Regions from separate parts of the Sus scrofa genome. Here region 1 is linked to region 2. Evidence: chromatin contacts called from public Hi-C data. All regions are on one chromosome and are shown on one strand. Each heading gives the region's core, a stretch centred on a gene start, on an enhancer-like site or on the middle of the called end of the contact. The rest is flanking DNA. Distances are from core to core; before and after follow the strand shown.

Region 1 (6,673 bases), core at 2,548-5,047, 72 kb after region 2:
AACTTCTTCAGGTCTTTTACTTACTTCTGAACCGAAAGCAGCTTTCTCTTTAGGGAAGAAGCTCAATTTGAACTTCAACTTCTCCATCAAACTTTTCCTGGGCATCCTCAACCTCTGATCCCCACGAATCTTTCCTTCTTATGTGATGTGCCTGCTCCAGAGTTGCACTGCAACAGTGCTTTTAGGAGTTTTGTCATGGAGCAGTGGAAACAATCTGACTGGGAACCATGGGGTTGCCGGTTAGAACCCTGGCCTCGCTCAGTGGGTTAAGGATTTGGCAACGCCTTGGATCTGGCAATGCTGTGGCTCTGGCATAGGCCAGTGGCAACAGCTCTGACTGGACCCCTAGGCCTGGGAACCTCCATATGCCGAGGGTGTGGTCCTCAAAAGACAAAAAAATTTTTAAAAATTAAAAAAAACCCAAAACCCCCAAAACCAACAGCACTTTTAGCCCTTTGCTGTATTATCTATCTTTTGTTTGTTTGTTTGTTTGTTTTGCTTTTCAGGGCCACACCCAAAGCATAAGGAAGTTCCAAGGTGAATCGGAGCTACAACTGCTGGTCTACACCACAGCCGCAGCAACGCAGGATCCAAGCCACATCTTCAACCTACACCACAGCTCATGGCAACACAGGATCTTTAACCCACTGAGCAAGGCCAAGGATTGAACCCGCATCCTCATGGATCCTAGTCGGGTTCGTAACAGCTGAGCCAAGAAGGGAGTTCCAAGCTGTATTATCTCTTTAACTCTCTCTCAACTCCCAACTTCCTGAGGGCAGAAAACAGGCACTATCTTCAAGTGCCTCTGGAAGTGGTAGAGTTGAATAGATGATTTCTGTATGAATGAAAAATCCCTACAAACCCGAGATGAAAAAGAATCCTTTAGCTCACTCAATTCCCTAACCACGGCAACCGGAGGCTAGAGCTTTGCTTTGCTTTGGGGTGGCAAGAGCTTGCCTGAAATCCCCTACCTACACCACAAAAGACCATCACTGCGCTATGTTAAAGCAGTTTTTCAGGCTGTGAGATATATAATGGAAGGACCATATAGTTCCAAAACTTTAAGGGCTAAGCATAAAATCTATCTTTTAATAGTGGCCTACCTGGATGGAACAACTAGCTCTTAATTTTAAATGGTTGACTGGTTCAATTAAATCACTGTTTTCGGTGATTTTGCATTATTCTAAGTAATTTTATTTTTATATCCCTAGGCTTGAAAGTTCAATTTCGTACTTCCCCACACATGTAAGAACAAAAACTACTTGTCTTTTACAAAATGGGAAAATAAAGCAGAACCTGTGTGTTAGGTAAATAGGCATTCAGTAAATAAATGTCAGGCTGCTATTTGTAAACCCTCTCAAAAGCACATGTGGTCTGTTTTAGACTAATGAATACTGGGAAGCATTTACTAGATGATTTTCATTTAATTGGTATGAATACCAGGTTCAAATTATATCTTAAAAAACCCTCGATTTTTAAAAAATATGGGGTAGAGAGTTAAAATGTCTGCCCATCACCACTGAGCACCATATACATAGTACACATTCAATAGTCTGGCTTTAAGAATTTATTACCAAATTCTTAGCTAGTTCAGTTTCAAGGTACACATTCATGGTAACAATGTTTTTTTACACACACACCACCAAAACCACAATCTATAATTTTACTCTCTTTATTAACACTAAATTCTGAGTAGTGTCTAGCCTCACCTGAGAGAAATATAAATAGGATATTACAAAGGTGAGACACTGGAATTCCACAATTGGAGCACATTAAATCATTTACTTGCAAATGAACATTTTCCCAGACATTTACCAGCGGATTTGGAAAAAAGTGAAGATCACTTTGCCCACTGGGTTTCTGGCCTCTCAGTTTGACAATTGGTCCCTTCCTACTCTCCCCACCCCTTCCCTTCTGTTCTTCTGCCAGGAATACCCTCCTGACTCATCTCAGCCTATGTCTATCACTTCCCTGGAGACCTGGCTCAAGATTCAACTCCTTGAAAAATTGCTCCCTGACAAATCCAATTTCCACTAACTACTGCATAACTTTGCATTTCCTGTGGCAATTATATAGTTTGCACTATACAATCTATAACTTGAAGGGTTTTTTGTTTTTGCATTTTTCTATCATTTCCCCAAATAGACACCAAATAGAGGCAGATCACCTTTTATGTTCTCTTCTATACAGCCAGCAATAAATGCTTTTTGAACTACTGAATCACAGTGAAAGAAGGCCAACTGCTCAAAAATTTCTAAAGCAGTATTACCTCCAACATGCACGAGTCCATTAAGGAGATGATATTTAATTTTGCCTTAATTTCATAAATTCATCAAAGACGACCCAGGTCACATACATATTTAAAGTAAATAACAATCCTGGCTATTCAAACATGACTTGAGATTTAACATTTCAGGCTTCTAATAAGCTTAAAGCCTTGAAGCAGGACGCCTGTGAATGGTAGGAAGCTGGCACCAGTCTCCTAAAAAAAGGGCAAAACTCTAGTTGGCAGTAAATGTTCAAACACGTGAGCCTTCACTGTTAAATAAGGCTCATTAACCACACGAACTTGCTGTTTCAGCTTTCTGGCTTCAATGAAGTGCTAGGATCTCCTTTGGTTATTGTTGCGAGCCAATGATGGGTTAAATTCCCATAAATTAACCAGGGTTTCGAGGGTTTGCCCAAGCATACCGCTGGCATCGGACTGGATAATTTTTTTTTTTTTTTTTTTTTAACAGACCCGCCCGCCCTGGGAAGCCAGAGGTGAATGAAGAAACAGCCAACTCGGCACTTCTCAGGAGGCAAACCGAGACCTCCAGAACTCCGTTCCGTCCCTCTCTAGTTCTTAGTGTCAGCTTATAGTGCAGAGGCGGGGCTTCAAGCGCGGCTGCTTTTTACTAAATCTCAACCGAGTCTTCCTTGGGGACTGCAAGCCACACTTCGGCGGCTGCCCAACTTTTCCTGCAGGGAGCATCAGTTTTTCCATCCTCCAAGTCCCAGCAAACAGGGTTTGGGGAGAGCCGGGCCACCAGCAGAAGGGAAGGTGAGGGCTCGGAGGGAGGGAAGGGGCTCGCCCCGCCAAGCGGGCAGGGTGGCAGAAACAAAGTGAGCGCCGGCCAGCCCAGCACCTCCCGCCCGCCTGCCCGCCCGCCGGCCCCGCTCACCCTCCAGCAGCACCTCCTTGCCCGCGCGCTTCAGTGCCTGAACGGCCTGGTCGTGGGTGGCCTGGCGCAGGTCGGTGCCGTTCACCGACAGGATGGCGTCGCCCAGCCGCAGCGCCCGGCTCTGGTCGGCCGCCAGTCCCGGGAAGATCTTGGAGATGAGGATCGGCATCCGGTTCTCGCGGCCGCCCTTGATGCTGATGCCCAGGCCGCCCGCCTCCTGCTTCACCACCCGCACTCGGCGCACCGGCGGTGACGCGCCCGCCTCACTCGCCGGGCCTCGCGGCGGCGCGGGTGGACTTGGGGGGCCCAGGCCGCGGCTCGGGCTCCCGGGCAGCGAATCGCCCGCGCCGCCGCCGTTCGGGAGGCCGTTGAAGGCGGCCGCCGCGGGCCCTAGAGCTGGCTCTGGTTCAGCCGCCGCGGCGTCGCCCGTCAGGCTCAGGCTCTCCCCGCTCAGCTCGGCCACCACCCGGACCCAGCGCTCCCTAAGGAGCAGTTCTACCAGCCCCGCTTTGGTGGCCCGCGTCCACACCGCCATGGCCGGCCCCGCTCCCGCCGCCGCAGTCGGCGCAGCTACCCTCATTCCAGTCAGGCAGCCTAGGCGCTTCCCCCTTCCCGCCCGAGGGGGCGGGCCCGGCCCCTCCCCCCGCGGTGATTCATTATTCATGAGAGGCCACGCCCACCTTCCGGAGCGGTGGGGAGAGGCCGGCCGGGACGCTTCCGGGAGGTCTAAGGAGTTGCCTGCGGTCCGGTGGGTTGCAGTTCACAGCTCAAGCGAAGTGGGGCTCGGTCTCACGTTCTCCCTCCGTTAGCCTCCGACCCTTACACCCTCCAGCTTCTGACCTGTACCGTTTAATGCACCAGAGCTGCCTGGGCATGGAAAGCAAAATCAGCTTCACAAGACACTTTGCAAGCCTGCAAGTTGAAAGCCTCCGAGTTGCAAGTTCACTTTTGCATTGATTGGTTCTTACTAAGTAAGTATTTACTGAATGCTCCGCTGTGGGCTCCTTTTGAGGCCTGGAGGTGAGATGAACAAAACTACCACAGCCGAGAGCTGGCGGTTTAGTAGGGGAGGAAAAAAGAGAACCAACCAACCTGATGTGATATTATGTGGTTAAGTGACATGTAGAAAAAGCCCTGAGACCGGAGTAGAAGTAGTTGAGCCTGGGGTCAGTTTCACAGAGGTGACAATGGAAGCTCAATAACTGGAACAGAGGGAACTGCATAAGCAAAAGTCTAGAGGCATGAATCCAAGCATTTGTCATTCTGCTTTGTAATACCGGTAATGCCAGAGGGGTTCATGTTTTCTTTAGCCCTGCAGCCACATTAGGTAGGCCTCAAAGATATTTGCAGAATGATGGTTACTTAGGAAGATGCCAGAATTCAAATGTGAATAGTGCAGGGTCCATGGAAATATAAGGATATGAGTGTAAAAAGACTCAAATAACCAAATATTGGAATTGAATTTGTAGATCTGACTTTCTACCCTGGAGGCCAGGGCCTTACATTGGGGCAAGTGCATATGAGCGTCCCCAGAAACTGATTACACAGTGCAAAGCCTGCAGCAGCTTTTGTCCAAAGCTGTAGGTGATAAAATTCACCTGCTTCTTCCAGTTTCCTGGCTTGAAGAGTTGAGGAAACTGAGGCCCAGAAAGCCAAAGCTTTGGCCCAGTGTCCACAAGTAACAAAACATCTCTGGTCTCCCAGTTTCCTGTTCCAGTGCTTTAAAACAAACACATACACACCCTAGACCATACTCTAGACCTCAAAAGTGAGGATCCAGAAATCATGCTGCTGAGAGAGATCTCAACATGAGGTCACTGTGCCCTTTTTCCTTTTTTTTTTTCAGGAAAAGCAAAATGCCCATATTTTCATTTGGGCAGGCAGGGGTGGGAGCAGTGGTGCCAACAGAGGGAGTGTGCAGCAATTCCTGTGAAAGGGGCTGTATACCTGCTTGCTCATGAAGTACATGTTGAAGCTCGTAAGCCATGTCCATGAACCAATCTAATGCACACTCATGTGTGGGCAGAAACTTTCAAAGAGCCTCCTATACCAGGAATTAAAACAATTAAAAAAAATTTTTTTTTAAAAAAGAAAGATTGGTAAGCACTCAGAGCCCAAATGAAGAAAGAATTCAAAATGAGAAAAGTATCTTACTCCAAAAATCATTACAGCAGAATCCTCTTTGCAATTAGCGGAGTGGGATTTTCCAAGCTGCAGACATCAGCAGAAGCTCAACCCTCTGGCCCTCTCCTCAATCAATTGCAGTGAGGCCCGCTCTCTGCTCTGGCAGGTCCCAATGTGCCCAAGTGCACCTGCAGTCACAGACATTTCTGGCTTTGCTCCAGCTGAGGCGGGAGCCCCCAGAGGCCTGAGTTAAGCGAAACTTCTACTTATTAGAGAGCACTTGGCAGCTGTCTCCTTAGAGAATGAGCACATTTCGAGCACGTTTACATATGTAATCACCCAGAGGTTGGGCACTTGAGGACATCTTTATTAGCAAAAGGGAAATGCTGGAATTTCTTTCCAAAAGTGTCAAGACCTTTTGGTCAAAAGAGTTGGAGGAAATCATAGATCTTCCACCTAAATAGGGAGGGCACTTACATAAGACAGTAGGTTATATAATGAAATATTTAACCCCGGTAAGATGGGAGGTAATAGAGATTGATATTTGGATTATTGGGGGATATTTACTTAAATTATTTCAAAGTACATCCATAAAAAATGTCTAAACTATTCAGCCATTTTTACAAGGTCCTCCATCAGAACTTAATTTTCACATTCTCCTTCATCACTCCTTTCGGATTGGCCACACTCATCCAGTCAATCTCTTCCAAGGATGCCTTGCACATTCCTGCTGGGGTCCATCCTTCCAAACACTTTCTGCCCCTTTCACTTTCCCACCTAGCAAGAGCTCATCCCCGTTTTCTCTGCCTACTCACTTTGTTGGGATTTTCCCTTTGAACAATTTTATTCTATGCCTTGCTTGTCTGTCCAAGTATATTATGATATACAGGACAGGGACCGCCCATTGACTTCTTTTTGTTCCCCACTATTCCAAAGTTGTTGCCTTGCCGAGAAGGAACTCATTAAACATGTGATTGATTGAAATTCAATGCCTCCTGTGCTGTAGTCGTTTCAAATAATCCCTCTGAAGGTTATTGGTTCCTTGCAGAGTGAAAATTGCCATCTAGGAAATCTCAAGTAGTCAGTGGAAATCTACTTACTGTGGATAATGAAATCTGAAATAAAAGGAGTACACATCTGTTTCCACAGTTTCTTAGGGGTGGCGAGACAAGCTCAGATAATTCTTTGAACAGGCATGTTATTTTATCTACCTCTAAAAAAAGGGAATGGCTGAGATAATTCCTAATAACCTTTTATTCCTGTCACCTATCAGTAGGTTTTCTCCTCTGCTCAAGCTGTTACCTGTTTTCTCAGAACAGGGCAGGTATCACTGCTACTTCAAAATGAGGGGGTTGGATTAGCTCTCCAGTTCCATAATTTCCTTT
Region 2 (6,989 bases), core at 391-2,890:
CGACCTACACCACAGCTCATGGCAACACTGGATCCTTAACCCACTGAGCAAAGCCAGGGATTGAACCTGCAACTTCATGGTTCCTAGTCAGATTTGTTTCCACTGAGGTACGGCGGAAACTCCCTGGGTTGTATATTTTAAAAATAATTTTTATTTTAATTTTTTTTTATGGCCATACCCATGGCATATGGAAGTTCCCAGGCCAGGGACTGAATCCAAGTCATGCCACAACCTATGCCACAGCTGTGGCAATGTGAGACCCTTTGACCCACTATGTCGGGCCAGGGATCAAACCCATGCCTTCACAGAGACCTGCATCAAGCCACTGCAGTCAAATTCTTAACCCACTGCACCACAGCAGGAACTCCTGGGTTATAGTTATAGATATTACTATAATGGGAAATCAAACTGAGGAATTTTAAAAACATTTATTCATTTAAAAATAAAAACCAAATAAGGTGTTAATAACTTATTTGTTTTAAATTGTTTACAAATCTCTTTAATATCCAGCTTAAGAAAAGATAGCTGAGGAGTTCCCGTGGTGGCTCAGCGGTAACAACCCCAACTAGTATCCATGAGGATGTGGGCTTGATCCCTGGATGTGCTCAATGGGTTAAGGATCCAGTGGTGCCATGAGCTGTGATGCAGTTTATAGACAAGACTTGGATCCCACATTGTTGTGGCTGTGGTGTAGGTCAGCAGCTACAGCTCTGATTAGACCCCTAGCCTGGGAACTTCTACATGCCAAGGGTGTGGCCCTAAAAGGCCAAAAAAAAAAAAAAAAAAAAAGAGCTGAATGTCTTATCTGCTTCTGCATTCTGTTGCAGTGTGTAGATGAAGTGTATGAAGAAAGACCAGCCTCACACAAACATGTAGTTGAACAAGGAAGGAGTCTTTTAACAGCCTTTTCAGATAACTGTAGCTAGCTTTCTGTCCACTAAACCAAAACTCAACAAGTGGTTTCTTAAGGTTAGCTGAGATGTAGGATCTGAAATCTTATAAATAAAGTTTTCCTATTCTGTTATATTAAAAATCCTCCTGCTGTGTAGCACTGAGAACTATGTCTAGATACTTACATCGCAACACGACAATGGGAGGAAAAATTATGTATACATGTATGTGTAACTTGCTTCCCACGCTGTACAGTGGGGAAAAAAAATCCATTGGTGTCTCTTGCAGTTTGAACAGATTTTTTTCACCGTTGCATTATTTTGTAGCATCATGTATTGGTCATTTGGTACATTTCTTTTTTCAAAGAGTTATGCAGATTTTCCAAATGTTAAAAGCATTTCATTATGCAGTATCAAAAAGTCACATTTGCTAATATCACCACTGGTCTCATCAGAAAAGTCTTTAAGTATTGGGAAGCTGTCAAACTCACACTTGACACATACAAATTCTACAGAATTCTAATTTTTGTTTGAAAGCTAGAAATTTACAATTGGCAACAAAATTAGTGTTTTCCTTAAATGATAAATTCATTTTGATTATTTTACAAAAAATGTCTGATAAATACCCAAGTATGACTGGCCAGTTTGTCAGCCAGTTGTTTTTTCAAGTAAAAAATGGTGTTCCATGAAAAAGCCAGCTAGCTCAGCTCACAACTCAACCACACATGCTTTTCATTGCGAAATCATCATACCTCTGTGTGCAGCGGAAGCTCTCTGTGAGCACTTCCCATTTCATCCCACAGATTGTTAACAAGATGAATACTCAAGCGTTAAGATTAAATAATAGTAGTAATTTTTACTGCTTCAACAAAGACATTCTGAGGTCAAACTGGCATGTTTTCTTCCTGCAATCCATATAGTTTGGTGCTAACTGCCTTGACTCATGCTAAGGTACCAGCAATTTTACTAACCCTTGGTGCAAATGCCAACAGTGCAAAAAAGTAAATAACATCTTAGTGTTACTAGGAAAATGGTTTTGAACTTACAGACCCCCCAGAAAGAGGATCCCCAGAGGTCTGTGAAAGTATAATTTGAGAACCACCTCCCTGAGTTGATTCTCGTAGACCTAAGATGCTAATTACACATTAGCTATTATCTCAGCAAGAGTTAAGTAAGTTTCAAAACTACTCCACATTTGATCCAAGTAAGACAGAGTGTGGGGAAAGTGACAGGGTGGATTCTACCATATTCAGTTTGATTGCTAATCCCAAATCAGACATTAAAAAATATAAAGTCCAGAAGAATTTTCCCTACAGTTTGATTATGAAATATTTGGCAGAGGGAATCTAATTCAAACCAGCTGGTGTACTCCTGCTGCACGGCAGTTGGTTAGAATAGTTGCCAAAAGGCCCCCTTTGGCGGGGAGGCCAGATGAGCTCAGGCAAAGGCGTTTTAGCAGCTTTTGCCTGTTAAGTCCCATAAGCACAACACCACTCAATTTTCCACAGTGTAAAGTAGCCACACTTTCTTTGGATTTTCTTCTTCTCCAGTCAAAGAAAGCCTATAAGAGATGATTACAAAATGCATATCCTGCAAAATCCACAGCACCTATCTTTTTTTCTACCTGTATCAAGGATCTGGCTCAAGAAATGTGTAAAGTAAAAATAAAATAAAATCGTCTTCATTTATCATTTTCATGATTTACTTAATTCTTCAACCACCGTGAAATATCAGCTATTAAGTAAACACACCCAGACACAGAGTTTTGGTTTTCAAGAATCTGTAAATGCGCAAGTCAATATAAATGGTAACTCATATTAATTTATGTCACCCTAACAATGTTTTTTTGATTTCTGAACTACAATTAATTCTTCTTTTTTTTTTTTGGCTGCACCCATAGCATGTACAAGTTCCCAGGCCAGGAATCAAACCCACATCACAGCAGCTGCTGCAGTGACAACACCAGATCCTTAACCTACTTCTCCACAAGAGAACTCTGAACTACACATTAATTCTTAATTTATCAGGGACTATCTACTTTTGCTTTTGGATATCAAGGTTCTTAATATTTCCCTTCTCTAGGTGTCTGTTATCTTTGTGTGTGTGTCTCATCCACTCATAAGAACATGTTCCAAAGCATGAGACACAGAATTAGTGAAAGTGAACATTCAGCCCTTTCTCTTACTCATACAAATCCCAAACCCTCCTTTTCCTCCATATTAAAGAGACATAAGGACGCCACTTTCTGGCCTTGCATCTGGCTATAGGATATTTCCTGAGCTGGTTCCTTCTCTGGTCTCTTCCAGCGGCCATACTCTACCCCCTCTGGGAGGCAGAGGAGGGTTAAGCCCCCTGAATACCATCAAGTGGTGACTTCAACCAATTCCATATGGCCGACATGGCCACATGGCAAAACTAAACCTCTCTTCTGCCTGTCATCTTTGCTCCTAATCCATCAGTACTTCCTGAGCAAGGAGTGAAGAATCCTTGCTGTTGCACTGATTAAATTTTTTTTTTTTTTTGCCATACCCATGACATGTGGAAGTTCCCTGGCCAGGCATTGAACCTGAGCAGCAATTGCAGCCTATGCCACAGCTGAGGCAATGCCAGAACCTTAACCAGCTGGGCCACAAGGAAACTTGCAATTCAACTTATTAATAAACAACATGCTCAGAGAGCTACAGGCCCCACCCCCCTAATTAATGGCCAAGTTCAATTTGTATGTTGATCCAAATATATATTTGAATTTCTAACATTTAACATTAAACTTTCACTACCTGTAAAACTGCTGGATAAAGCAAGCTCTTCTTTTAACAATGGCAAAATTAAGCCAATTCACTTTTTTTTTTTTTTTTTTTTTTGCTTTTGGTTTTTAGGGCTGCACCCTTGGCATATGGAGGTTCCCAGGCTAGGGGTCCAAATGGAGCTGTAGCTGCTGGCCTACACCAAAGCTCACAGCAACACCAGATCCTTAATCCACTGAGTGAGGGGCCAGGGATCGAACCCACAACCTTATGGTTCTTAGTCGGATTCGTTTTCACTGAGCCACGACGGGACTCAAAGCCAATTCACTTTTTACACAAACTCTTCTTTCACATACTTTCACTTAATAATAAATAATAATTATTATAATTAAAGCAGCTAACATTTATTTGAGCACCTACAAGGTGTCAGGTACCACTGTAGGCATTTTACAAGTCTGAACTTATTTAATTCTCATACCCATACTACCTCATTGTACTTAACCTCATTTTCACTCAAATGAAAAATCTATGGCACAGAAAGGTTAATGGGACCCCAATTATCCATGATAAGTGGCAGATAAGGGACCCAAACTCAATCCTTTCTACTAAATCCTGTTGGCTTTGGGGGTTTGTTTTAATTACAACAGCTTTATGGAGATGTAATTCACATAACATATTTTACCCATTTAAAAGTGTATAATTCAACCATCATCAGCACATTAATACCACGCTGACAGTACAACCAGCCTATTTCCCTCTAGCAACGAGGTATCTTGGTGGCCTAGGTCCAGTATAGTCAATGACCAGCAATTATTGTTTATACTTGTTTATTACTTGTTTGTAATTTCTAGTAACGAACAAAGGTGCATCTACGGCATGTCACAGGTTTCTGCGCCATCCTTCCAGTAACATATGGTTAAGGAAAAGCTACCCTCCTTGCATTCTATGATCACAGCTACAGTTTAAGCTTCTTCTATAAAATTTAAGCTTAAAAGATCTCTACAGTCGTGTTCATAAGCTGTAAATCTTTGGAAAACACAAATTTAATCTCTCTAATTATATCTACTGAGACATATTCACATGTTTTCATAATTCTTGTCAGGCTCCCATTGTAACCATGGACAGAAAAACTACTTTAAGTAACAGAATTTAACTCAACTGAGATTTACTGAAACATCCTGTAGTTTCAGGTCAAATTAATGTTTATTTGATGGAATCAAAATTATGTATTCCTATACTAGAAAGAAGTTGAAGAACATTTTGGCTGAGTTATGCGGTTTATCCACAATACCATATTCTGGTTTAAATGATTTCATCACTCAGTCAGAAGGCTGCCACATTTTCAGTGGTTTTCTAGTCACAGTCAATAAAGTAAGAAGAAAAACCACTATTTACTTATCTTCATGACTAAGCAAGTCTTGAAAGGAGCAATTAGGAAGCTACTTCAATGTAAAAAACACACAAATACTAGTGACAGAAACCATTAATTCTGAGGGAGGAGCTGCAAAATTAGGCTGTGAAAAAAAGTTTTTGTCTAAATCAACTACATCAGCTACTCTAATGCTATCTGAGGCACCTAAAAGAGAACAGAATTCATTTTAAAATTCTTTTCTTTTTCTTCTTTTGTCTTTTTAGGGCCGCACCCGAGGCATATGGAGGTTCTCAGGCTAGAGGTCTAATCGGAGCTAGAGCTGCCGGACCTCGCCATAGCCACAGCAATGCCAGATCTGATCTGCGTCTGCAACCTACACCACAGCTCACGGCAACACAGGATCCTTAACCCACTGAGCAAGGCCAGGAATGAACCTGTAACCTCATGGTTCCTTGTCAGATTTGTTTCCACTGCGCCATGACAGGAACTCCCATTTTAAAATTCTTTAGCAGATTTAGAGTAGGACAGAGATTTTACTTTTTTTTGTCTTCGGCCTTACCTTGTGGCAACAAGCGGGTAGCTATGACATGGTGATGCCCAGGCATCCCTCGTCCATGGCATACAGTCATAAAGCAGCAAATCCTTTTCAGTCACAGCCATGAGGACGGGTCTCCATTGTTGTCTTCCACCATCTAGTTTTGCCTATTACAAGGGTGAAATGCGAAAGCAGAGCTAACTGTAATGACATGTAACTGTAAAAGTCCCTTCAGTGACGGCCTAAGATAGTGGGTCTCCAATTTGTTTCCCCATCCTAACAGATGTGAGAAAAAGAAACGTCCCATTGGGTTTCTTCCCACTGGCAGGGACTCTCCACTGGCAGGTGTGAGGTGGACTCTAGTTGGAGAATGCTCTCCCTGAGTGAGTTATAGACATTTTTTAACGATATGAATCAGCTTTTTCCCTATTCTACAATAGCTAATTATCACCAGTTCTTTTTTTTTTTTTAAACTTCCTTTCTTTTCTTTTCCTTTCTTTTCTTGGCTGCACTTGAGGCACGTGCAAGTTCCTGGGCCAGGGATTGAACCTGTGCCACTGTAGTGACAACACTGGACTCTGAGCCACATGGGAACTCCCCGTCACCAGTTCTAATTAAATATATAGTACTCTGTACAAAATGATAATAGTTTTAATAAATTTGATGTGGAGTAACATCTTATAAGTACAAGATGGAAACTGTTACCAAATAAGTCTGAATAATCTAAACATCAGGGTTTTTCAAATATTTTTGATCAAGACCTACAAAAAAACACTTTTTACACTGCAACTCAACACATACATATAAATGCCGAATTCAAAAATTTCCAAACCAACGCAATTCCTACACTTTGTGCCACATAATATGACAATTTCTATTCTGTCTTTTAAAAATACCAACACAACCAAGTATGCTGCATTTTGGACAACACTAATATAAACTATTGTAAAAGAGTTCCCCATTACACTTCAGAAAGTTTATGTTTCAGTTTCAAATGTACCATTGCATTTAATTGAATAAAGCTCAGTTACCTCTTTAAGGGTTTTTTGGTTTGTTTGTTTGTTTTGTCTTTTGTCTTTTTAGGGCTGCACCTGCGGCATATGGAGGTTCCCAGGCTAGAGGTTTAAGTGGAGCTGTAGCTGCTGACCTACGCCACAGCCACAGCAACACAGGATCTGAGCCTTGTCTGCAGTTTGCACCACAGCTCGAGGCAACGCCGGATCCTTAATCCTCTGAGCAAGGCTAGGGCTCGAACCCGAAACCTTATGGTTCCTCGTCGGATTCGTTTCCGCTGTGCCATGATGGGAACCCCTGTAAGGGTTTTTTAAAAACATAAGAAAACAACCACTATTTATACATATTGTCAAGGATCCAAGCCCAAAAAGCAAAAGACTATGTTTAAGAAAAGCCCTGTTATCAAAATGTTTGCTTTCATGAGAACTTTGAGC

The links. A called contact is a pair of places that touch in the nucleus more often than the background predicts.
Region 1: a Hi-C map of fetal skeletal muscle shows a contact between it and region 2, with 3 times the contacts expected there. The contact joins the promoter of SNTB2 here to the enhancer-like site in region 2. A contact is called at or near these places in 2 of 5 promoter capture datasets (fetal liver and liver), 6 of 47 Hi-C or Micro-C datasets (adipocytes, embryonic fibroblasts, fetal heart ventricle and 2 more) and 2 of 2 datasets of contacts at active chromatin or transcription factors (alveolar macrophages and skeletal muscle).

What each region holds. Positions count from the first base shown.
Region 1 is chr6:17,770,753-17,777,425 of Sscrofa11.1, forward strand. SNTB2 (beta-2-syntrophin) reads right to left here and starts at 3,798. Exons shown (of 7, transcript XM_021093874.1): 1 at 3,165-3,798. The coding sequence starts at 3,744.
Region 2 is chr6:17,701,226-17,708,214 of Sscrofa11.1, forward strand. It overlaps SNTB2 (beta-2-syntrophin), which reads right to left. Exons shown (of 7, transcript XM_021093874.1): 4 at 5,566-5,708. Among named protein-coding and RNA genes, the nearest start is that of VPS4A, 35 kb to the left of the region's middle. Within about 2 kb of position 1,641, at least 7 of the 83 cell types and tissues checked have an H3K27ac peak or open chromatin away from gene starts, as enhancers often do. A contact at or near this core is called in fetal skeletal muscle and skeletal muscle, where this site is marked.